Regions from separate parts of the Mus musculus genome. Here regions 1, 2, 3, 4, 5 and 6 are each linked to region 7. Evidence: chromatin contacts called from public ChIA-PET, HiChIP or PLAC-seq and promoter capture Hi-C data. All regions are on one chromosome and are shown on one strand. Each heading gives the region's core, a stretch centred on a gene start, on an enhancer-like site or on the middle of the called end of the contact. The rest is flanking DNA. Distances are from core to core; before and after follow the strand shown. Region 1 holds the start of Slc28a1 (solute carrier family 28 (sodium-coupled nucleoside transporter), member 1). Region 2 overlaps Slc28a1 (solute carrier family 28 (sodium-coupled nucleoside transporter), member 1). Region 3 has its middle 23 kb from the start of Gm44968. Region 4 holds the start of Furin (furin (paired basic amino acid cleaving enzyme)). Region 5 holds the start of Man2a2 (mannosidase 2, alpha 2). Region 6 holds the start of Unc45a (unc-45 myosin chaperone A). Region 7 overlaps Iqgap1 (IQ motif containing GTPase activating protein 1).

Region 1 (2,738 bases), core at 204-2,703, 340 kb after region 7:
AGAGGAAGAAAGAGCAGTGTGTGTGTGTGTGTGTGTGTGTGTGTGTGTGTGTGTGTGTTTGTGTGCGCGCGCGCACGCACAAGAGGAGCCACTGAGAACAGAGGCATCAAAGCGGATAAGGTCCTTTCCCTTCATTGAGGCTGAGGGGGGCTCCTTCAGTATCTGCTCTGGCCCCATCCCAGTCTTGCTCAAGGTAAACATTTATCTTATGATCAAGGGGACCAGTGACCTGACAGTGGGTATTGTATCTCGAGATACAATATACGTATGTGTCCATGTGTGCGTATATGTATCTCCAGATACAATATACGTATGTATCCATGTGTGTGTATATGTATCTCCAGATACAATATAGGTATGTGTCCATGTGTGTGTATATGTATCTCCAGATACAATATAGGTATGTGTCCATGTGTATGTGTGTGTATATGTATATTCAGATAAGCAAGTTGTGAAAACCCTGCAACAGTACAATTTCCTATTGGAAAATGAATAACAAAATAGTGTATACTTAAGGGGAAATAAGAAAAATTCTTAGGCTCTGTATATTTCTATAACACCTTCATGCTTCATTCCGCATGACCAGGGGTGTGGAGATGCACACCTGGAATCCCAGTATTGGACATGTGGAGGCCAGAGGATTGGGTGTTTAGGGCTAACTTCGGCTACATAGCAGGTTCAAAGTCAGGCTGGGTTAGATGAGACGATATTCTCCTAACCCCAATAGAAACAGATAGTTTCTAAGAACAGGGGGTACCACTTATGTCCAGCCTCTTCTTTTCCATTTTTCCAAAACAGCCAGTGTATGCCTCTGTGTGAGGCATCTTTTGTATCATAAAAGATAATTAATTATTAAAGAGTGTGCATCATCAATTATTAAATCCTGTCAGGTAAGTTTAAATTTAGTTTGAAGACTGTAGATGAAAGTGTTGTCCCCCAACTTTGCACGTGTAACTCGGGTGTCACTCTAGGAAGAAAGGGGAGAAGGAAATGGTGTGATTTTGGCTTGTTTCTGCGACTGTGTGATGCTTAGCCCCGAGCCACCACCTGTTTGTGATAAAGACAGCGCTTTCAATATCTTCTAGTTTTGGAAAACGAGTCGCCGATACTGTGAGAAAAGGAGGCTGAGCCACAACACGAAGACACATTTCCAGGATGCTGACAGAAAGAGGAGGGAGAGAGTAACCAAGGTGGCTTCCCAAAGGAGGCGTCCTGGAGCAAGGCCAGGAAGAGGTTGGTTTGGGAAAGGGCAGCAGACAGAGGGCAGGACCACAGAGGACCCGGCTTGAGTGAGCCAGGCTACCCCATCATGCTTTTTCTGAAACAGGCTGGGGTCCCCGCCCCTGCGGTGGCCCTGAGCTCTGGGGAAGCCCAACCTACTTCAGTTTTGGACTCTGCCCAGGAATTTCCACAGAAGTGAACAGGCCAAAGCCCAAGCAGGTTGGACCCAGCCCTCCCACAGCAACCTGTGCTTCAGTCAGTCAGTTCTTAACAGTCAATCCCTCCTGACGCTGCCTTCTCACTACAAATCTGTGAGTAGTGTGGGCTCCTCTCCTCTCCGTACAGCAGTGAATGCGAGTGCCCAGGTAGCAGGCATCCCCCAGCCCTGGCTGCATGCTCCACATGCCCTCTGAGGGTCTGTGTCTGGGGAAGATCTGCTTAGCCAGCTGCTGTTGAGTAGGGAAGGCCTAAGGTGTGGGCAAGAGAGGGACCGCAGTGGGGAAACGGGAGTTTGGGCTCTCATTTGCAGGTGAGCTAACATCTAAAAGCAGCTTCACTGAGAATGAGGAATGTTCGGTTTTGAGTGGAACAGTCCTGGGTAGCGCTGGCTTCAAGATGGATGAAATGAGCACTTCCTCCCCTGCCAATGATTTTCACCGGTTGTAGGAAGTAAAGATAACTAAGGGCTCTTTTCTGAGCCGTGCCCACACCAGTGCCTACGCCATCCCCTCTTTCCCTTCCTGGTGACTGGTGACTAAGGGACAGTTCACTGTTGGAGCTTACAAGGACTTGCATCTCCCAGGATCAGGAGAGAGGGCAGAAAGGGTGTCTCTCCCACTCTCCCCTTCTCTCTCCCTCTCCCTTTCCCCTCCCCCTCGCCCTCCCTCTCTGGTTCCTTTTCTCTCTCCTGGCCCTCCTTTCGGCTGTGGACCCTCTGTGACATCTTTGTCTTTCAGCTGAAGAGCCTAGCACATGGCAGACGACACACCGAGGCAACGAGAGTCCATTTCCCTCACACCTGTGGCCCATGGCCTGGAGAACATGGGGGCCGAGTTCCTGGAAATAATGGTCTGTCCTCTTCCCCTATAGCACCTCCTCAGCCTGACTGGCATCTCACAGGGGTGTGGGGTGGTGTGGGGCTCAGCTTGATTGGCATCTCACTAGGTGGGGTGGCTCAGTTTGACTAGCAGCTCATAGTGGGAGGGCCCCTCAGCTTGACTGGCAGCTATGGGCTGGGGGACTGTGTGTTTCACTCTGTGCTCTGAGCTCTGCTTGTGTAGTACCTCCCCAGCACAAAGCACCCCCTTTATTTCACCCCTTAAACATGTTCTGAGTACCCACTGTGTGATGTACCCACTGTGTGCTGTCAGCAAAGGTCCCAGGAGGGAAGAACATCTGGTCTACAAGATGAGAGGGGAAGCAGATGATGGGGTGGGGTGTCCTTGGCATTTAAAGAACTTGCCATCTTGTCTTGGCTCCCCAAAGGCCAAGCAGAGGACTGAAAAGCTTGACATGAT
Region 2 (2,961 bases), core at 100-2,599, 380 kb after region 7:
GCTGGCTACACTTTTCAAATGGCCCCTGGGTCAGATTCCCAGAATTCCATTTACTAAGCTCATATTATGTATCAGGCACTATGCTGGGTGCTTTAATATCCCCGTTTTATAGATAAGCAAATTGAGGCTCAGAGAATAAATTAATGGTTAAAGCCAGGATCTGAACCCAGATCTGACTCCAAATTTCATGCTCAGTTTTCCATAGGCTTTCCCTGGGGATCTGCCCTCCTAAATGATGTATATCATAATCCTCTCATGGGCCAATCCAGTATTACAAATTGGACCCTAAATTCACATAGGCAGAGAAAAAATTTACTTGTGTGTGTGTATGTGTACACATTTTTTCTTTTTCTTTTTTTTCTTGAAATTATTTATTTATATTATTTATATTACTTTTTCTTGAAATTATTTATTTATTTTATGTATCTTACATACACTGTAGCTGTCTTCAGACACACCAAAAGAGGGCATCAGATCCCATTACAGATGGTTGTGAGCCACCATGCAGTTGCCAGGAATTGAACTCAGGATCTCTGGAAGAGCAGTCACTGCTCTTTACCACTAAGTCATCTCTCCAGCCCCAATTTCATTTTTTAAAAAGAGCTCAGGGGCTGGTGAGATGGCTCAGTGGGTAAGAGCACCTGACTGCTCTTCTGAAGGTCCAAAGTTCAAATCCCAGCAACCACATGGTGGCTTACAACCATCTGTAATGAGATCTGATGCCCTCTTCTGGGGTGTCTGAAGACAGCTACAGTGTACTTACATATAATAAAAATAAATTTTAAAATCTTTTAAAAAATAAAATAAAAAGAGCTGTAATCCTAGCACTTGGGAGGCATAGGCAGGAAGATCAGAAGTCCTTGGTCATTAACTATATGTAGAACTGAAGGCTATTTTGCCTCAAAAATCAAAGAAAAAAACCCTAAACATAGGAAATTTGAAACCCCAAACTTTGTTGGTAAAACGGTTTAATAGTGACATATATACACGCTACCTGCATATCTTAAGGTCTTTAAACATCTTAACTTTGCTCTGGGCCTTGTGATCTGTTTTAAAAATCACCCCGTGTTCTTTCTAGACACATGAGCTTTGCAGACACCTCTAGTCATTAACTGGGACTTAAAAGGCAAGGAGGTATCTTACCACACTAAAAGAAATAAAATAAAGCCAAAGGAGGTGGTGGCACACACCTTTGATTCCAGCTCTTGGGAGGCAGAGGTTGGCAGATCTCTGAGTTTGAGGCCAGTCTGATCTACAGAGGGAAAGCCCCAGGCGGCAGCCATAGCAGGGTCTGGGAAAGCACCTAACAGAGGGACCTTCCGCTCTACTTCTTCTGTCCCTGGCTGCAGAGAGGCTCTCTTCTGCCCCCTGCCGGGCCTTAGCTGTCACTGCCTTCCCAAGGAGCCTCCCAGGTTCTTTTCCTTTGTTTTGTACAGCTGGCTTTTAAACTCAGGACCCCATATATGCTAGGCAAGCCATTGAGCCACACTCCCAGTTCATGGTCTCTTTATTTCCAAAGCGTTTTTACTATATTGCTTGTGTATGAGCACAGGGGCACACGTGTCAGAGGCACGCTTGTGTGGGTAGGAGGGAGTCAGTTCTCTCCCTCCACCGTGGGTTCTGGGGATTGAACCAGGGCTTGTTATGACAAGTGCTCTTACCTACTGAGCCATCTCAATGGTCCCCTCAGTCCACAGATTTCTCTTTGTGGCTCAGCCTCTGACCCTTGGCCACATCCTTTCTATTGCAGGTATTTGGATAGTAGCAGGACCTGTCCAACACAGTAGCCATGAACTCCTGAGTACTTGAAACATGGGCAGTTTAAGATGAGGTGTCCAGTATTCTTTCTTCACTGCTCAAGAGCAAACCCAGGGCCTCAATCCCAAATGCTAGGCAAGCCCTGTACCACTGAGCTAAGTCCCCCCTTTTTTTCTTAATGTCTAACTAAGTTACTTAGACCGCCCTTGAACTGGTGACCTCCTGCTTCTGCCTCCCAAATAGTCAGTGTTACAGACTGGTACCCCCAGCCTGGCTTTCTTTGCACTTTTAAACATGTGACTGCTGGCCACAGTAACCGTGTTGGTGCTTTTCTGGGTGGTGTTACATGCTATGTAGGCCCATCACCTGGGAGGTAAAGAAGAAGGACCACAAACTTGAGGTCACCATCAACTGCATAGCAACGTTGAGGTTAGCCTGGGCTACACAAGACTGAATCTAAAGAATGTAGCAGGAGTGAAATTACAGATATGGTCTCTGTTGAGTTTGTATTGGACAGTGCCAGCCTAGGTCTTCTCTTTTGTCACACAGCACCAAGTGTCACTTGACTGAATCATTTCATTATGACCTCCACATACATTTCCAATTATGCTGTTGTTCCAAAGGCTCTAGGATAGATACCAACTTTCTCTGCAAATCCAAACAAGCTGGTCTCTCAGTGCAGAGGTCTTGAACCCAGGCTGGTCATGGTAACATTCAGGAGTTGGTCACTCATGTTTCCTATTGATTTGCCCCTCAAGGGAAACAAGGATTTGCAAGATCCTGTACTCAGGATCAAAGCGACTCTGTTGCTTAGTTTCCATATCTGTAAATGAACAGACGTACTGTTTACCTGGCCACAAAGGATAGATGAAAATGGTCAGAAAACACTTAGCATGGTGCTGAAAAGTGACCATATTAAGATCAGAAGGTGGGCAGTGGTGGTGTACTCCTTTAATCTCAGCACTCGTGAGGCAGAGGCAGGTGGATCTCTGAGTTTGAGGACAGCCTGGTCTACAGAGTGAGTTCCAGGACAGCCAAGGCTATACAGAGAAACCTCGTCTTGAAGAACCAAAAAAACAAAACAAAAAACAAAACAAAAACAAACAAACAAACAACCCCCCCAAACCAAAACAGACCAGAAATCTCTCCTTTGTTTCCTTTCTCACTAAATACCATTCTGCAAGGTGGTGTGCTCATGTCCTA
Region 3 (2,700 bases), core at 55-2,554, 400 kb after region 7:
CTCTTATGAGGATACTAAGCTATTCACGGAGGGTCTGCTTTCATTATATAACCTCTGCCCAGAGGCCCTACTCCCTGATACGACCACCTGGAGCATGAAATTCAGTCTAGCACACAGTGAAGCCTGGCATTAACAATGTGGGGGCTGGGGCCCATGGGAACTCTGGATTGTTTGAACAACCCCTTTTTGTAAATCTAAACTTGTAAAATGTAAAAGCTTACTTTATTGAATCTTTTTATTTTTTTATTTTGTTGTGTGGATACACACCCGCCATGTCAGGGGCATGCAGGTCAGAGGACATCTTGCAGGGGCTGGTTCTCTCCTTCTACCACGTGAGTCTCAGGGATCAAACTCCCTTCGCCAGGTGTGTTGGCAGGCACCTTCATGGGCTGAGCATCTTGCTGGCATCTATGTTCTTTTTTTTTTTTTTTAAGATTTATTTATGTATTTTATGTATATGATGAGTACACTGACACTGTCTTCAGACACACCAGAAGAGGGCATCAGCTTCTGTTACAGATAGTTGTGGGAATTGAACTCAGGACCTCTGGAAGAGAAGTCCGTGCTCTTAACCGCTGAACCATCATCTCTTTAACCCTATTTAATGTTCTTGAGAGAATCACACTGTGCGTGTGTTCAGACTGGCTTCAAACTCAACTCTTTTGTCTTGGCTTCCTGAGTGCTGGGATTGCAGCTGTGTGCCACCACACCAAGCTCCTAAAAGTCTATTTTGAAATTGTCATGGAAGAGAATCATGTGTGGACAACTTATAATTTAGCCTGGAGTCTCTCCGACCTTGACAATGATGCTCCAGGTCCGCACTGGTGTCTTTCTGTCTTCTTCCTATGGCTCCATTCTCACCGATGCTTCTCCTCACTAACTCCAGCTCATGCCTTCGGATGAATGGGAATGAGACCTGACCTCTTTCCAACCATGTGGTAAGCATCATCGGCACGAGTTACCATGACTCACAGCTAGTGAGACCCAAGTTTTTAGATGGGACCTTAAGCATCATTTTGAGGGTGACCACACCCCCGACTCCCAGTACTTCTGAGAACTTTACACCCATGACATGGCGGGTGTCTGTCACCATATTTTGTTTGGGGTTTTGCTTTGTATTTTAACTGTAAGATTCCTCTCATAAGAGTGATTCACTGATCAAACAGGACCAGTGCCTGACCTGGGAAGAGCCAAGTCCATATTTTTGCCAATGGCCTTTCAGATTCATGAAAAAGAATATGAATTATAAAACCCAGAGACTGAGAGCTCAGAGCTGAGTCACCAGCACGGGGCTGTCTGTGAGCTGAGCTCACCCCTGCCCTCCCTGCAGCTTGCTTGTTCAGCTTTGCTTTGAGGCTGACGAGAGCTGAATTGTTGACTGAGTTTTGGTTTTGAGACAGGGTCTCCCAGTATGTACAGACTGGAAGGCTGAATTCTTTCCAGAAGTTTCCTTTAACCCCAGCAAATGGAAGAAAACTTCTCTCTTTGTAATGAGAGGACACTGTTAAAGGGCTCACTTAGGCAGCCTTCTCTGGCAGTGCTGGACTCACATGGCTATTTATTCTTTGCTTAAATCCCACCAAAGACAAGACCCTCTCAGTGAGAGCCATTCTGCACTGGAGAATTCTGCATCTTAGACCTTCTTGGGTTTGGTTTTACATCACAAAGAGTTCTGATCTGGTTTGATCTGGTTTGCTCTTCTAGCTTGTTCAAGCTCCCCTCCTGGCTGTAACTTTGATGTTCTTTTTCTCTAGTTACCAAAGTAATGTTTTGTTGATTGATTTTATTTATTCATTAAAGGTTTATTTATTTATTTATTTATTTATTTATTTAATGTACATGAGTACACTGTCCCTTTCTTCAGACACACCAGAAGAGGGCATCAGATCCTATTACAATTGGTTGTGAGCCACCGTGTGGTTGCTGGGAATTGAACTCAGGACCTCTGAAAGAACAGTCAGTGCTCTTATCCACTGAGCCATCTCTCCAGCCCTTTTTTGTTAATTTTAAAAAGCCAAATCTTATAGATACCCCTGTTTTATTTGTTTGTTTGTTTGTTTATCTATCTTTTGAAACAGGGTCTCATTCTGACCAGGTACTTATTAGGTAGAACAAGCTGTCCTCAAAGTCAGGGATATCCTCCTGTCTCAGCCTGCCCAGTATTTGGATTGCAGCCCTCTACCATCATACCTGCCTCTTATAGATGTAAGAATATTCTAGTTTCATGATAATTCTTTGACAATTTTTGTACAATTTTTTAAATTTTAAATTAAAAATTACTTTGATCTGTTTATCTACATGAGGGTGAGTGTATGGGCATATGTGGAGGTCAGAGGGCAACTTGCAGAAGACAGTTCTCTTCTTCCACCATGGGATCAAACTTAAGTCTTCAGGCTTGGCAGCAAGCAAAGTTTAGCCATCTTGTCAATGAGTCCTCATCAACTGTTTAAAGATGGTGGCCATCTAGGGTCCCCCTCTTGGAGGCCAAGACCTTTAGTTCTTTCAATTGTTCATCAAGTAACTCACAGCAAAGTTGCAGAAATCCCCCAGACCTGATTTTAACTATTCTGTATCCCAACACAGGCAGCTTGTGAGTCACAGGCAAGTCTGCAATGAAGCCAGAGCATAGTGTGGTAAAGATGACCTCATGGGTGTAACCAAGATGATGTAATGGGGCTAAAAACTGGATATGGCCTTAGC
Region 4 (2,721 bases), core at 189-2,688, 380 kb before region 7:
AACCTACAGACAGAGATAACCACAACCATTCCAGGCATAAGACGGGCACTTACCCCCAGGTGTGGCTGCTGTTTCTAGGACCTGGAGACCCAGCTGAGGCAGCCACAGAGCAAGCCACCAAAGACTGCTGGGAAACCCAATCAGGTCTCTCTTTCCAGCAGAGACCCCAAGGCAGGTCCTGTTACAGGCACCTCCCAGGAAATTTTAACTCCTAGTCCCTGCTCAACTACTTACACAAGTCATTTCCACTCTCTGGGCCTCAGTTTCCTTGGTGGTTAAAAACTATTAGGACAGAGGCTTTCAAACTTTTTTTAAGCCATAGGATCCTCTTTTTAAAAAAATACAAATTTTAGATAGAAGCCCAAAACAGGAAACACACACCTAATCTGCTCGCCCACCCTCCTTTTCTATGTCCACACCTGGCCAGCAGCCACATGCCCTCACTGGGCCACATCACCTGCGTCGTCTTGGCACTTCCCAAGTCAGAGAGAATCCCAGTGCTTCAGAGAGATGAAAGTCCACTTCCCCTAGGCGCAAAGCCCTGGGGCGGTGGGAACGGCGGCACCGAGCAGACTAGTGTCTGCTGTCAGACCTGTATGGCAAGCAGGCCGCCCCTCGGCTAGCCACCCGATGGATGGGGGCAGCAGGGGCCTCGGCCAGGCCTCGGCAGGAGGCAGCCCGGAGCGAGCCTCCCCCAAGCCGGCCTGTGCGCGCACGCGAAATCCGCCCCCGACCGCTCCGGCCGTACAGGTGTGCCAGGCGGCCGAGGACCCCGTGCCCTCCCGGGAGCGCGCCCCACCAGGCGCAGGCCCCGGCCGCCGGGGCCACGGAGGACCGCGGGCAGGCGGGAGCACCCAGAGTCCGAGGAATGCTCTGCCTAGCCCGCCCCAGCAGGGGCCCCGCCGGCGCTTCCTGAGGTCATAGGGCTCGCCCCGGCCCCAGCGGAAAAGTACCGGCGCGGGCCCAAGCCCGGCGCTCAGGTGGGCTGCGCGGCTCCCGTCCTCCCGCCGCGGCGGCCGAGAATCCGCGACCAGAGCCCGGCGGCCGGCGAGGCCCGGGGCTGCGCCGCCCGGCTCCGCGCTCCCCCGCCCGCTCCGGGCCCGGTTCCCCAGCGCGCCGCCTCCCCGGCCCCGGGCCGCGCGCCCTCGCCGCTTACCCTGGGGAGCCCGGGCGGGGAAACTTTTCCGGACGAGCGCCGCGGCCGCTCGGGTACCCCTCGGCCGAGCACGGAGCCCGGCGGCGGGGGCCTGGCTCCGGCGGTCCCCGCGCCCGGCAGCGGCGTCACGGCGCGCAGGCGGGGAGGCGCGGCGGCGCGGCCTCGGCCCGGCCGGCGACCAGGGCAAGGCTCGGCCTGGGCTCGGGCGCGGGCGGGGGGCAGCGGCCCGGCCGCGGCGGCGCGGCTTGTTTACTCGGGCCGCTGTCACAGCGGCGGCGGCGGCGGCGGCGGCCCGGGCTCCTCCTCCTCCGCGCCGCGCCCCTCCCCCTCGCGGCGCCACCTCCGCGCTCGGCGGCCGCAGCCGGCCCGGCCCGTTCGCCGCCCGGGTCGGGTCAGGCCGGGCCCGGCCGGGCCCGGCCGGTGTTCAGAGAGCTCCACGCGGCGGGCCCTGCGTTCTCGGGGCGCCCTGTCTGCGGCTGCCAGCGGGGCGGGTAGGGAGCGTGGTCCCTGCGCGCCACCCCAGGCCCCTCGGTCCGCACCGCGTTAGGCTCTTGGCCCCGCAAACTCCCGGGCAGATGGTTTCGGAGACCCGGACTGGGAGCCCGCGGGCGAGATGGCGAGGGAAGGGCCGAGGGTCGGGGGGTTTGGGGAGAGTCCAAGCTGGCCCTGCCTTGCCCGAGGTTCCTGGGTCCCGAGTTTTGAGTTTGGGGATAGTCAAGGGAAGCGCCCTGGGATGGCGGACCTGGGGCAACTCCACTCTCAGGTCGGATCTCACAGCGGCAGGGCAGCCCTCGTGCCTCCAGTTAGAGGAGTCACAGTTTTATTTGCTTTTGTAGAGACAGGTGGATAAACAGAAATAGCCCACCTCCTTTTATGGTTTTTTTTTTTTCCCAATACTTTTTTTTCCCCCTGCAACAACGGAGAGCTAGGCACTGGGCCAATCAGTTCACCCTATCTTCTCCTTATGTACATTCCTTAATCCACATAATCCGCTCAGGATGACATTATTAATCCCACTTTACAGATAAGGAAACTGAGGCACACAAAGTTTAAATAATTTTCCTTAAGCTACACAACTTAGCAGGCCTCAGACTTGGCAGCGTTTCACTCCAAGCTACTTACAGTATACCAGCCAGAGCCCTTCCCTCCCTGGGTTCCTGCCCTAGAAAACGGCTGTGCTACTTGGCGGAAGGTTGACATTCTGCTCGAGCTGAGAAAGAAGAGGGGAACCGGGCCAAGATCTTCCCAGGCTGGGTTGTTCCAAGGTCGCCAGCGGCCTCTGCACATCCCTTCTTGCTCTCTGTGAGATAACCTGGCCACATGAGACTTTGCCTCAAAACCCTCAAAGTAGTACACATACACACATACACACGTATCATTTGTGTGGAAAGTCGTCCAGGAAAGTTGGGCTCAAATCCTTGCGGTACTATTTTGCATTATTTCGAACCTTAAATTCTCAGAGCCCCGATTTATCCCTCTGAAAATGGAGATGTGTATGAAGTTAACTGAATCTGTTATTTGAGCATCCGTTAAAACACTGCAGACATGGGGTCTCTAAAAGTCTG
Region 5 (2,794 bases), core at 293-2,792, 410 kb before region 7:
AACCAACCTACTTGCTTGACTCTGGGTAAAAAAGCAAGTAAGCTTTCAAGTACCAAATCTTGGTTATGACTCCCAACACACAAGTAGCACATATATTTGGGGCTGGTCCTGTAGGAGAGGAGTTCTGATTCCCCTCAGCCCAAGCTATAGAAACCAGGATGTGGAGTGTGGGGGTGCAGTAGGTAAAGAGGCACTTGCAGGCAAGCCTGACAACCAAAGCGATTCATTTGATTCATATGGTGGAAGGTGAAAACCAACTACCACAAATTGTCCTCTGATTGCCGCATGTTTTCTGTGACGTACATGCACATAAATAAATGTAACACATTACAAACAAACAAACAGGGATAACAGAGCCCCAACTCTGACCCACACTTCATTACACAACCACTGATTGCAAACAGCTTGCTCAGGACTCTGAGAAGGCTCTCCCAAGCCACGTGTTTCCTCCCTTCAGATGTATACATAAATACAAGAGGTTTTATTTTGTTTGATTTAGGGGTACAATCACCAGCTGGAGAGACAGACAACCCCCCCACACACACACACTCACACCCTGCCTCCCCTGTGACCTCCTGGGGCTGACTGGAACTCAGCAGAAACAGTGCCTGGCCCAGATCCTATCTCAGAGAATACAGAATGGATTTCTTTTAAGAGAAAAAGAAATGCCCATGTTTCTAACGCAACCCAGTTCTAGGATTGTCCCCATCAGTACTGATTCCTGCTGTGCAAAACTTCCAGTCCTGGCTTCCAGAGTGCTTTAAAGGGACTCTTAGGAAGCTAGCGGCGAGACTGATAAAGTCCCCAGGGTAGCGGAAGCCAGGCACAGCGGCTCCGAAACGGGGCAACTCGAGACGACCCACAGTGCCTGCCGCCACCGCCCGCGAGTCCCCACTTGCCTGCCGGAGGAGGGAGGACGCTAGCTGCTGAACGCGCGTGGGCGGGACCGCTCTCTGGAGTCTGCTCTTCGGGCCCTGGTGCTGAAAAGCTCAGTCACCTCAGCCTGCGTCCTACTTAATGCGATCTGATTCCGCTCAGGAGCCTCCGGGCAATATTTTTAGTCCCTGGAGATTGGGTCCGGGCCAAAGAGGGCGGAGCTAGGGAGCAGGAGCTGGGTCACCGTGGGGCAATTACCTGCCGAGATGTAACCCCCCTCCTCCGGCCCGCCCAGCCCCCCTCCGGCCCTCGGGGCTCAACCGGCACCCGGGGGCCGCAACGCTCGCGGCCTGCAGGCTGGAGTCCTCGCCCACGCCCCGCCTGGCCCGTTACCGTACGCGGCCGGCCTCCGCGCCGCTCGGGACCCGGCCGGCCGAGCCGCCACTGCTCGCATCCCGGGGGACCGCGGCCCGCGCGCGGGCAGTTGCGCAGGCTAAGAGGGACGCCTGGCCACCCACCGCCCCTGCTCGGCCCCGCAGCCGCGCTCCCGCGGGGGCCAGGGCCGCTGCGCGCTCCCTGCGCTCGCCCCGCGCCTGTGCTCCCGCGCTCCCGCCTCCACGGGGCCGAGCGGTGCGCCCGGCAGGAGGAGGGGCGCGGGGGACCGCGCGCAGCGTCCCCTAGTGCCGGGTCCCGCCGCTGCCTCGCCCCCCGCCGGGTTCCGCAGCGCCCCCTGGCACCCGACTCGGTCGCCTCCCGCTGGGTCGGTGCCGGGGTCCGCTATGGCTGCGGGGCGGCTGTGCGCAGCCGTTGACCCGGCAGGGCGGGAGTGGCGGAACCCCAGCAAGGTCGCGCCACTGTTTCTTGTTGTGTTTTTGTTTTTTTTGTTTTTGTTTTTGTTTTTTCTCTTGGTCTTCCAAGAGTAAGATTTAGGCAGGAGCAGAAAGGGCAAAACCGTGCGGTGCTTCGTGGCCTCCCTGCCTGGCTCAATAGTGATGTTTCTTAGTCAAAGGAATAGTGCCTCCCTCTAGGTTTTGTGAGTTCCGGGTGGCTCTGGGTTTCCTGACACTAAGGGCGAAATGCATATCATCCGGTTAAAGGTTTATTGAGCATCCATGTTTCCAATTTACAGCGTAAGATACCATACTGCAATGAACATCTCCACAAATTCCACACTTTTCTTCCTTTTAAGATTAATATTTGGATGGATGTAGGAGCCCGTGCTTAGTCCCAGCACCTGGAAGGCAGAGGCAGGGAGATCTCTGAATTCGAGGCCAGTCTGTTTTACATTTTGAGTTCCGGGACAGCCATAGCTACTTGGGGGGGGGGGGGGGGGAGATTGCTTGCTAGATCGTAGTGGCACACACCTATAAATCCTCCTGTCTCAGATTGACACAAATTCGAAGCTATCTTGGACTACACATTTGCAATCCTGTTTCAAAAGAAAAAAAGATTGCTAAAATTACTGCCTGAAACTGAGCTGGCCCACTAAAAGTCCAGCTCTTGGGAAGTTGAGGCTAGAGGATCCCAGCAAACGGACACTAGCCTGGACTACGTAGCAAAACAAATATTACTCTCTGTTGTAGACTACCCCTAACCCCAGGTTCACATCTTGAAGTTCTGTCCCCAGATTTGACCATATCGGGAGGTGGGGCTTTGATAAGATTAAGATTAGCTCATGAAGGCAGAGCCCTTAGAAAGCAGATTATCCTGTCCTTATAAAAACATCCCAGAACCCAGGTCCTCAGCAGTCAAGAAACAGAGATAAGGCAGATCTTGGTGAGTCCCAGGCCAGCCTGGGCAGCATGGTGAGACCCTGTCTCAAAATAAAAATAATAGCAACCCAGAAGCCAGTGAGGTGGCTCAGTGGGTAAAGATGCCACCAAGCCTGATGACCTGAGTGTGATCTTCAGAGTCCACG
Region 6 (3,010 bases), core at 245-2,744, 440 kb before region 7:
TCTGAGCATTATTAATTAATGTGTATTTGTTACCAGTAGCTCCTCTCTGGAGTACTGTGTCTACATCCTTGTCCCAGACCCAGGCAACTCCAACTTCTCTTGGTACCTTCACATACCTTCTCCTGAATCTGGCCCCCAATGTTCCTCAGCGACTCCTGGAAAACTTTGTTCTTGGGTTCTAGGCTCACACATCTCTTCAGGTCAAGGACAGCCTGGTCCAGGCGGCCCAGCTTCTCTAGGGCTTGGCTTCGGCGATAGAGTGCTTTGACATCCCCACCGTCCTTTTCAATGGCTGAGCACAAACAGGAACTCTATCAGCACCCAGGAGGCCACCGTCTCCAGGCAAGAGCAGTAGGGATAGATCTCGAGGGCCAAAGGAAGATAGGGGTACGAATGTGGAGCTCGGTGCTTCAGCCTCAGAAAAGGTGAGGGCGGCTGCAGAAAAGGAAAGGCCGAAGAAGTGGGAAAGCAAGTAGAAAGACGAGTGACTGGGTCCAGAGGAGGAGAAAGGGATGGCTCGGTGGCCCCAGAGTCCTTTCCCACCACAGAAGACCCCATTGCTCCATATGAGGACCCACACCCACCCTACCTTTAGACGCCTCTGATTCTGCTTTGCTGTAATCTTCCTGTAAGAGAAAGATCAGGAGCCTGAGAGTGGCAATGGCACCCTTGTTTTGCTGAACCACCTGATCCCCCACTACCCACGCCTAAAGACCTCTGGCAATCGTGCGTGGCTAGGAAATGCCCAACTGGTGCACAAACAGCAGCGGCTATGGGCAATCCCAGGCCCAGGTAGAACCAGGTTAGAGCAACCCGATCCCCTCACCAGCTTGAGGTGGCAAGCAGCCCTGTTTCGGTGCAAAATGGCCTGGTCCTGGGGCGTCGCGCCGAGACTCAGGGCCTGTGTGTAGGCGGTCAGGGCGCCCTCGTAATCCCCGCATTTGAACAGCTCGTTGCCCTCCTTCCGCAGCTGCTCGGCTGAGCTGGCCTGGAGAGAGAGAGAGAGAGAGAGAGAGAGAGAGAGAGAGAGAGAGAGAGAGAGAGAGAGAGAGAGAGAGAGAGAGAGGGAGAGAGAGAGAGAGAGAGAGAGAGAGAGAGAGAGAGAGAGAGAGAGAGAGAGAGAGAAGAGAGAGAGAGAGAGAGAGAGAGAGAGAAGAGAGAGAGAGAGAGAGAGAGAGAGAGAGAGAGAGAGAGAGAGAGAGAAAGGCGTTGGGCAGAGCAGCGCGCCTGGGAGAAGAGCCGGGTCTTGGCCGAGTCCCGTGAAGGGCTAGAATAAGGTGACGGCGACCAGGTGCGAAGGCGCATGTGTGAAAGGGGAGATGGCACAGGAGAATCAGTACGCACCCCGGGGTCGGAAGGTCGGGGCTCGGGGGTCTCCGGGCCACTCACAGTCATCACGAAGCTAAGCTCCAAGAGCCAGTGCAGGCGCAGTCTTTAGAGCAAAGGTGTCCCTGGGATCCGCGAGATGCCGGCGACTGCCCCGCCCCAGCAATGCGTCAGTGTTACGCTAAACAAGGCGAGGCCAAGAAGTGGTTGGGTCTGTGCAAGGGCGGGGTACTCGCGTTGCGCAGGCGCAGGCTCAGGCTCAGGGCTGCTTCACGAGCGCCTAGTCTGTTCCCACTGGAACCTGTAGAGGGCGCGCGGAAGAGGCTCTAAAGGAAAGGCGGCGGCAGCCGCTGGAGTTTTGTTTTTCTCTCCGTCCCCGACCACGGCAGAAGTGCACGAAATCTGTAGTCATCAGTGCCATCAGCAGTAGAGTGTAGATGCCCAGTGCTAGGAGCGGGCCTGGACCCCTGGGGAGACAGGAGAGACTCAAGGTTGTCTACTGGCTGCTACAAGTCAGGGTTTGCAGAGCCCAGAGTCCCACGAGAGCAGGGGATAAATACAGATGCATACACATATTTTGCATACAAATCTGGGAGCTCGCAAGTACCTTGAAGACAAACGCGGCAGATTCAGAATTAAACCTCCTACTACAATGTGTCCAAGATTAACAAATCCTCTTTATTAACACCGTCCAAACCCCTTAAGACAAAGCAGCTTCTGTTACTTGTTTTCATTTACAGCATTGGTTGTAATTATGATTTAGTGACTTCCTCTCCACTAATCTGGAAGCTACAAGTCTCCCACTGCAGAATTCAAGGACAGTGCCCAAGACACGGGAGCACTCTGCCAGTGTTCTGCGAATCCGGGACTAGAGTTCTTACCTGAGGATGGGTGGTGGCTGAAGCGAAGACAAGTTAACTTGGTACAGGGCCTCAAATTCATCCAGGGTACAGCAGGAACCCCCGGCAGCCTGCAGGTGGCAACAGTAGGCTTCCTCGGGAGTGTCAGAGAGGCGCGGACAGAAAAAACCAGGGTAGTGGCCGCCTTCTGCATCCCGTGTAGTCTGGCACAAATGGGGGTGGTGAGCCAGGGCTGGAGAGAAGCAAGACGTCTATAGAGAAGGGAGGTTACCCACATCCCCTTCACCCTGCTCAAAGTGCAAAATGGGGTCCAAGTCCCAAAGAGAAGAGAAGAGGAGGCTCTCTCCACCCCTCACCATCAGATCTCCCGTACCCCAAGTCACCCTCAGAGGATAGGGAAAGTATTATACCTGAGAGGTCGGTTGGCTGGGCAAGATTCATCCAACTGAAAAGCAGTCCCCCACACAGGCCTGTCAGCAGGAGCCCTGGACCTCTCCCCTGGAGGCCCATAAGAAGTCGCCTCCACCTCAGTCGTAGTCCTAGGAATCCAACAGGGGTTCTAAGCCCTGGCTACAGACAAGAAGGAAGCTGAAATTAAAGTCCCAAGATTTGCAGGGGTGAAAACTCCTCTATTATAAGCTTGTGGAGAGATGAGAGTGATTGGGTCCTATCATCTGCTGGGAAATGTGAGGCCTTTGGCTCTAAACTGCCTATGATTTCCTAAGCAGAAGGGAGGAAAGGAATGCCAGGAGAGAAAAAGTTGAGCCATTGTCAAAAAGGAAGAAAGAAAGAAAGAAAGGAAAGAAGAAAGAAAGAAATGAAAT
Region 7 (2,700 bases), core at 107-2,606:
GAGAACAAAAGAGAGAGGGGGGAGAAGGGGGAGGATAGAGTAAATTAGCTCAGCTGGCCTTCCTGAGGCCCTGTGATCGGAACCTAGCTGTCTTCATTGAGACTGCCTTTTAGGTGAAGGCTGCTGGCCCGCCACCTGGACAGACACTATCATGGCGAGTGTCTAAGATGTCGCTTCCATAGATGTATGAGTTGATAAGAGACACGACATACAGAAAGGGGGGTACAAGAAGTGGGGAAGGAGTGGGGATCAGTCCAGGATGGGGGGAAATCCAGGGCCAGGGTTGTGTGTGTTCAGTCATTGTGAGGAAGATGTAGGCGTGCCTACAAGAAAAGAACAAAGATGGAGGACTCAATAAAGAAAGCAGGCCTGGGAAGAGTGGAGGTGACAACAGCTAAGATAGGAACATGCCCTACCCTACCTGAGCAAAGAGGGAAGGAAGCAAGAGTAAGCAAGAATGACACGATATCTGACCCCACTGGACTTCCGTTTCCCGTCTGTAACACGGACAGGAGCAACACCTAACACCTCCTAAAGTTGGTGTGAGGAGTGGAGGTCATACACACTAAGAGCTAGGAGGGAAGTAGTTAGTTAGCTATATATCCGTGTGTGTGTTGGGGGGGGGTAATAAGTCAGTTAGCTATATATGTGTGTGTGTGTGGTAATAAGTTAGTTAGCTATATATCCATGTGGTGTGTGTTTGTGTTTGTGTGTGTGTGTGTGTGTGTGTGTGTGTGTGTGTGTGTGGTAATAAATTAGTGGTGGCGCACGCCTTTAATCCCAGCATTTGGGAGGCAGAGGCAGGCAGATTTCTGAGTTCGAGGCCAGCCTGGTCTACAGAGTGAGTTCCAGGACAGCCAGGGCTACACAGAGAAACCCTGTCTCTAAAAACAAAAACAAAACAAAACAAAAAAAAGTAAGTTAGCTATATATCTGTGTGGGGTGTGTGTGTGTGTGTTAATAAGTAAGTTAGCTATATATTCGTGTGTGGGATGTGCGTGTGAGGGGGGGGAGGGGAGAGAGAGAGAGAGAGAGAGAGAGAGAGAGAGAGAGAGAGAGAGAGAGAATGTAAGACTGCTCAATTCCCAGAAATAAATCTTCTAGAGGCGGAGCTCCGTGGTTACATAATACTTGTCTACCTGGTCCTACTGATAACATTTTTCAGTTCTTGGCCCTACCCATTCTGCCACCAGGGAAACAAAGCCGTGCCTATCCCAGAACGCTACAGTGGCAAGGCTAAAACAAGCCCGGACCAAGAGCATACATATGCAGAAAAGCATCAGGGTGGGAATCTGAATTAGGGGTCTGTGAAGAGGAAACCAGTGGAACAAGTTCTGCAGAGCACATGACTTCAGTGGTTTCCCCGCTCTGTGCAATACAGAAGGGGAACCGACCAATGCCGGAACTGGCTGCCCCAACCGCTGAGAATCAGTTCCTCCAGGAGCAGAAACTCAAGCTGCCACACCCATCCTGCCCAGTGGAACTCCAGGCCAGGATTACCCTATGCTAGAAACCTCCCAAATATGGTCAGCTAGTCCTATACTGGGGATTCCATTAAACCACCCTTACACGCAACCCCTGGGTGTGCAAGCGGCCTGAGGAAATCGACAGTGTGTGCCAGGTACAGGCCAGGGAGAAAACCAGCAAGCCGAAGACAGCAAGCACTGTGTGTCACAGGAGGCTCCCTGGGCAGCCCGCTTCCCAGGGAAAGCCTTTGGGGTTGAGGGGACCAGAAAAGGGGTTTCATAGGAAGAAACAGGTCAGGCTGAAGGAGACAAAGAAAATGTGCAAACTCTTTGCGTATTTGAAACAGGAATGAAGGGATAAAATTTGATTTAATGTCGGGTGTGGTGTCAAACACCTGTAATTCCAGCACTGGGAGGTAGGGAAAAAGGGCTTGGGAGTCCAAGGTCACCCTTAGCTACAAGCCAAACTACCTGAGCCAGTCTTTAAAAAAAAACAAAAAACTTTGAACTTTGATTTTAAAAGATTATTCTGAGCAGTAGGAATAAAAAGAAGGGGCCTGCAGAGGAGAAGGCATGAGATGAAAGAAAATTCTACAGTAGTGAGGGGAAAACACAAAAGCTTGTTTCCAGGCTAACGAGCAAAATGAGAACTCTGGATGGCATCTATACTTTTTTTGGTTTTTTGAGATAGAGTTTCTCTGTATAGCCCAGGCTGTCCTGGAACTCACTCTGTAGACCTGGCTGGCCTCGAACTCAGAAATCCACCTGCCTCTGCCTCCCGAGTGCTGGGATTAAAGGCGTGTGCCACCACTTTGCTCAGCGAGCAAATGATTTTATTAAGAGCTGGATCAGAAAAGGTGTCTCTCATAGCAACGGGTCCTCTGTCTGACTGGGTTGGTAAAAACTAACAATTCACTGAATATTACAAATGAATTTTATGTCATCTAAGTTAAAGTCTACAAATCTTTTTTTTCATTGAATTTATTTATTTGTTTATGTGTGTGCCACAGAGTATGTGCGGAGGTCAGAGGACAACTTGCAAGAGGAGGTTCCAGGGACTGAACTCAAGTGTCGGGCTTAGCGGCAAGGCAAGCAAAGCACCTTTACCCACTGAGCCAACTTCCAGAATGTTTCATTTTAAATAATTAAAAACGAAAACAAAAACAAAAACGGAAACTGAATGAAACCTAGACAATAGCTAAGTGTCTGCAACTCTAGATCAGTTATTGTAGCT

Evidence for each region. Promoter capture Hi-C pulls out the DNA fragments that hold promoters and counts their contacts. ChIA-PET counts read pairs in DNA pulled down with a chosen protein or histone mark. HiChIP or PLAC-seq counts read pairs in DNA pulled down with a chosen protein or histone mark.
Region 1: a promoter capture Hi-C map of liver shows a contact between it and region 7, with 3 times the contacts expected there. The contact joins the promoter of Slc28a1 here to the enhancer-like site in region 7. A contact is called at or near these places in 1 of 39 promoter capture datasets (liver), 2 of 115 datasets of contacts at active chromatin or transcription factors (bone marrow-derived macrophages and double positive thymocytes) and 1 of 9 other capture datasets (embryonic stem cells).
Region 2: a contact with region 7 is called in an RNA polymerase II ChIA-PET map of memory CD8 T cells, with 52 read pairs. The contact joins two enhancer-like sites. A contact is called at or near these places in 1 of 15 datasets of contacts at CTCF or cohesin (the NIH/3T3 cell line), 1 of 484 Hi-C or Micro-C datasets (CD4 T cells), 8 of 115 datasets of contacts at active chromatin or transcription factors (bone marrow-derived macrophages, differentiating embryonic stem cells, embryonic stem cells and 4 more) and 1 of 9 other capture datasets (embryonic stem cells).
Region 3: a contact with region 7 is called in an H3K27ac HiChIP or PLAC-seq map of embryonic stem cells, with 5 read pairs. The contact joins two enhancer-like sites. A contact is called at or near these places in 1 of 15 datasets of contacts at CTCF or cohesin (the NIH/3T3 cell line) and 3 of 115 datasets of contacts at active chromatin or transcription factors (bone marrow-derived macrophages, embryonic stem cells and fibro-adipogenic progenitors).
Region 4: an RNA polymerase II ChIA-PET map of memory CD8 T cells shows a contact between it and region 7, with 685 read pairs. The contact joins the promoter of Furin here to the enhancer-like site in region 7. A contact is called at or near these places in 2 of 39 promoter capture datasets (cranial neural crest and embryonic stem cells), 6 of 115 datasets of contacts at active chromatin or transcription factors (effector CD8 T cells, embryonic stem cells, memory CD8 T cells and 2 more) and 3 of 9 other capture datasets (adipose tissue, embryonic stem cells and liver).
Region 5: an RNA polymerase II ChIA-PET map of memory CD8 T cells shows a contact between it and region 7, with 3 times the contacts expected there. The contact joins the promoter of Man2a2 here to the enhancer-like site in region 7. A contact is called at or near these places in 7 of 39 promoter capture datasets (the C10 cell line, cranial neural crest, hematopoietic stem and progenitor cells and 4 more), 1 of 15 datasets of contacts at CTCF or cohesin (the NIH/3T3 cell line), 13 of 115 datasets of contacts at active chromatin or transcription factors (T-cell acute lymphoblastic leukemia, bone marrow-derived dendritic cells, double positive thymocytes and 7 more) and 1 of 9 other capture datasets (embryonic stem cells).
Region 6: a contact with region 7 is called in an H3K27ac HiChIP or PLAC-seq map of thymic regulatory T cells, with 4 times the contacts expected there. The contact joins the promoter of Unc45a here to the enhancer-like site in region 7. A contact is called at or near these places in 2 of 39 promoter capture datasets (liver and pre-B cells), 5 of 115 datasets of contacts at active chromatin or transcription factors (bone marrow-derived macrophages, effector CD8 T cells, lineage negative bone marrow cells and 2 more) and 2 of 9 other capture datasets (adipose tissue and liver).

The regions. Positions count from the first base shown.
Region 1 is chr7:81,113,346-81,116,083 of GRCm38.p6, forward strand. Slc28a1 (solute carrier family 28 (sodium-coupled nucleoside transporter), member 1) reads left to right here and starts at 1,454. Exons shown (of 18, transcript NM_001004184.3): 1 at 1,454-1,532; 2 at 2,178-2,289. The coding sequence starts at 2,194.
Region 2 is chr7:81,153,857-81,156,817 of GRCm38.p6, forward strand. The region is part of intron 11 of Slc28a1 (solute carrier family 28 (sodium-coupled nucleoside transporter), member 1); the gene reads left to right. Among named protein-coding and RNA genes, the nearest start is that of Slc28a1, 41 kb to the left of the region's middle. Within about 2 kb of position 1,350, at least 81 of the 459 cell types and tissues checked have an H3K27ac peak or open chromatin away from gene starts, as enhancers often do. A contact at or near this core is called in bone marrow-derived macrophages, differentiating embryonic stem cells, memory CD8 T cells and 1 more, where this site is marked.
Region 3 is chr7:81,181,712-81,184,411 of GRCm38.p6, forward strand. No RefSeq gene overlaps it. Among named protein-coding and RNA genes, the nearest start is that of Gm44968, 23 kb to the right of the region's middle. Within about 2 kb of position 1,305, at least 58 of the 459 cell types and tissues checked have an H3K27ac peak or open chromatin away from gene starts, as enhancers often do. A contact at or near this core is called in bone marrow-derived macrophages and embryonic stem cells, where this site is marked.
Region 4 is chr7:80,401,374-80,404,094 of GRCm38.p6, forward strand. Furin (furin (paired basic amino acid cleaving enzyme)) reads right to left here and starts at 1,439. Exons shown (of 16, transcript NM_011046.3): 1 at 1,157-1,439.
Region 5 is chr7:80,369,833-80,372,626 of GRCm38.p6, forward strand. Man2a2 (mannosidase 2, alpha 2) reads right to left here and starts at 1,543. Exons shown (of 24, transcript NM_172903.4): 1 at 1,270-1,543; 2 at 900-1,097.
Region 6 is chr7:80,338,725-80,341,734 of GRCm38.p6, forward strand. It overlaps Unc45a (unc-45 myosin chaperone A), which reads right to left and starts at 1,495. Exons shown (of 20, transcript NM_133952.2): 1 at 1,345-1,495; 2 at 827-988; 3 at 590-626; 4 at 117-292. The coding sequence starts at 1,395.
Region 7 is chr7:80,778,080-80,780,779 of GRCm38.p6, forward strand. The region is part of intron 2 of Iqgap1 (IQ motif containing GTPase activating protein 1); the gene reads right to left. Among named protein-coding and RNA genes, the nearest start is that of Iqgap1, 24 kb to the right of the region's middle. Within about 2 kb of position 1,357, at least 245 of the 459 cell types and tissues checked have an H3K27ac peak or open chromatin away from gene starts, as enhancers often do. A contact at or near this core is called in T-cell acute lymphoblastic leukemia, adipose tissue, bone marrow-derived dendritic cells and 13 more, where this site is marked.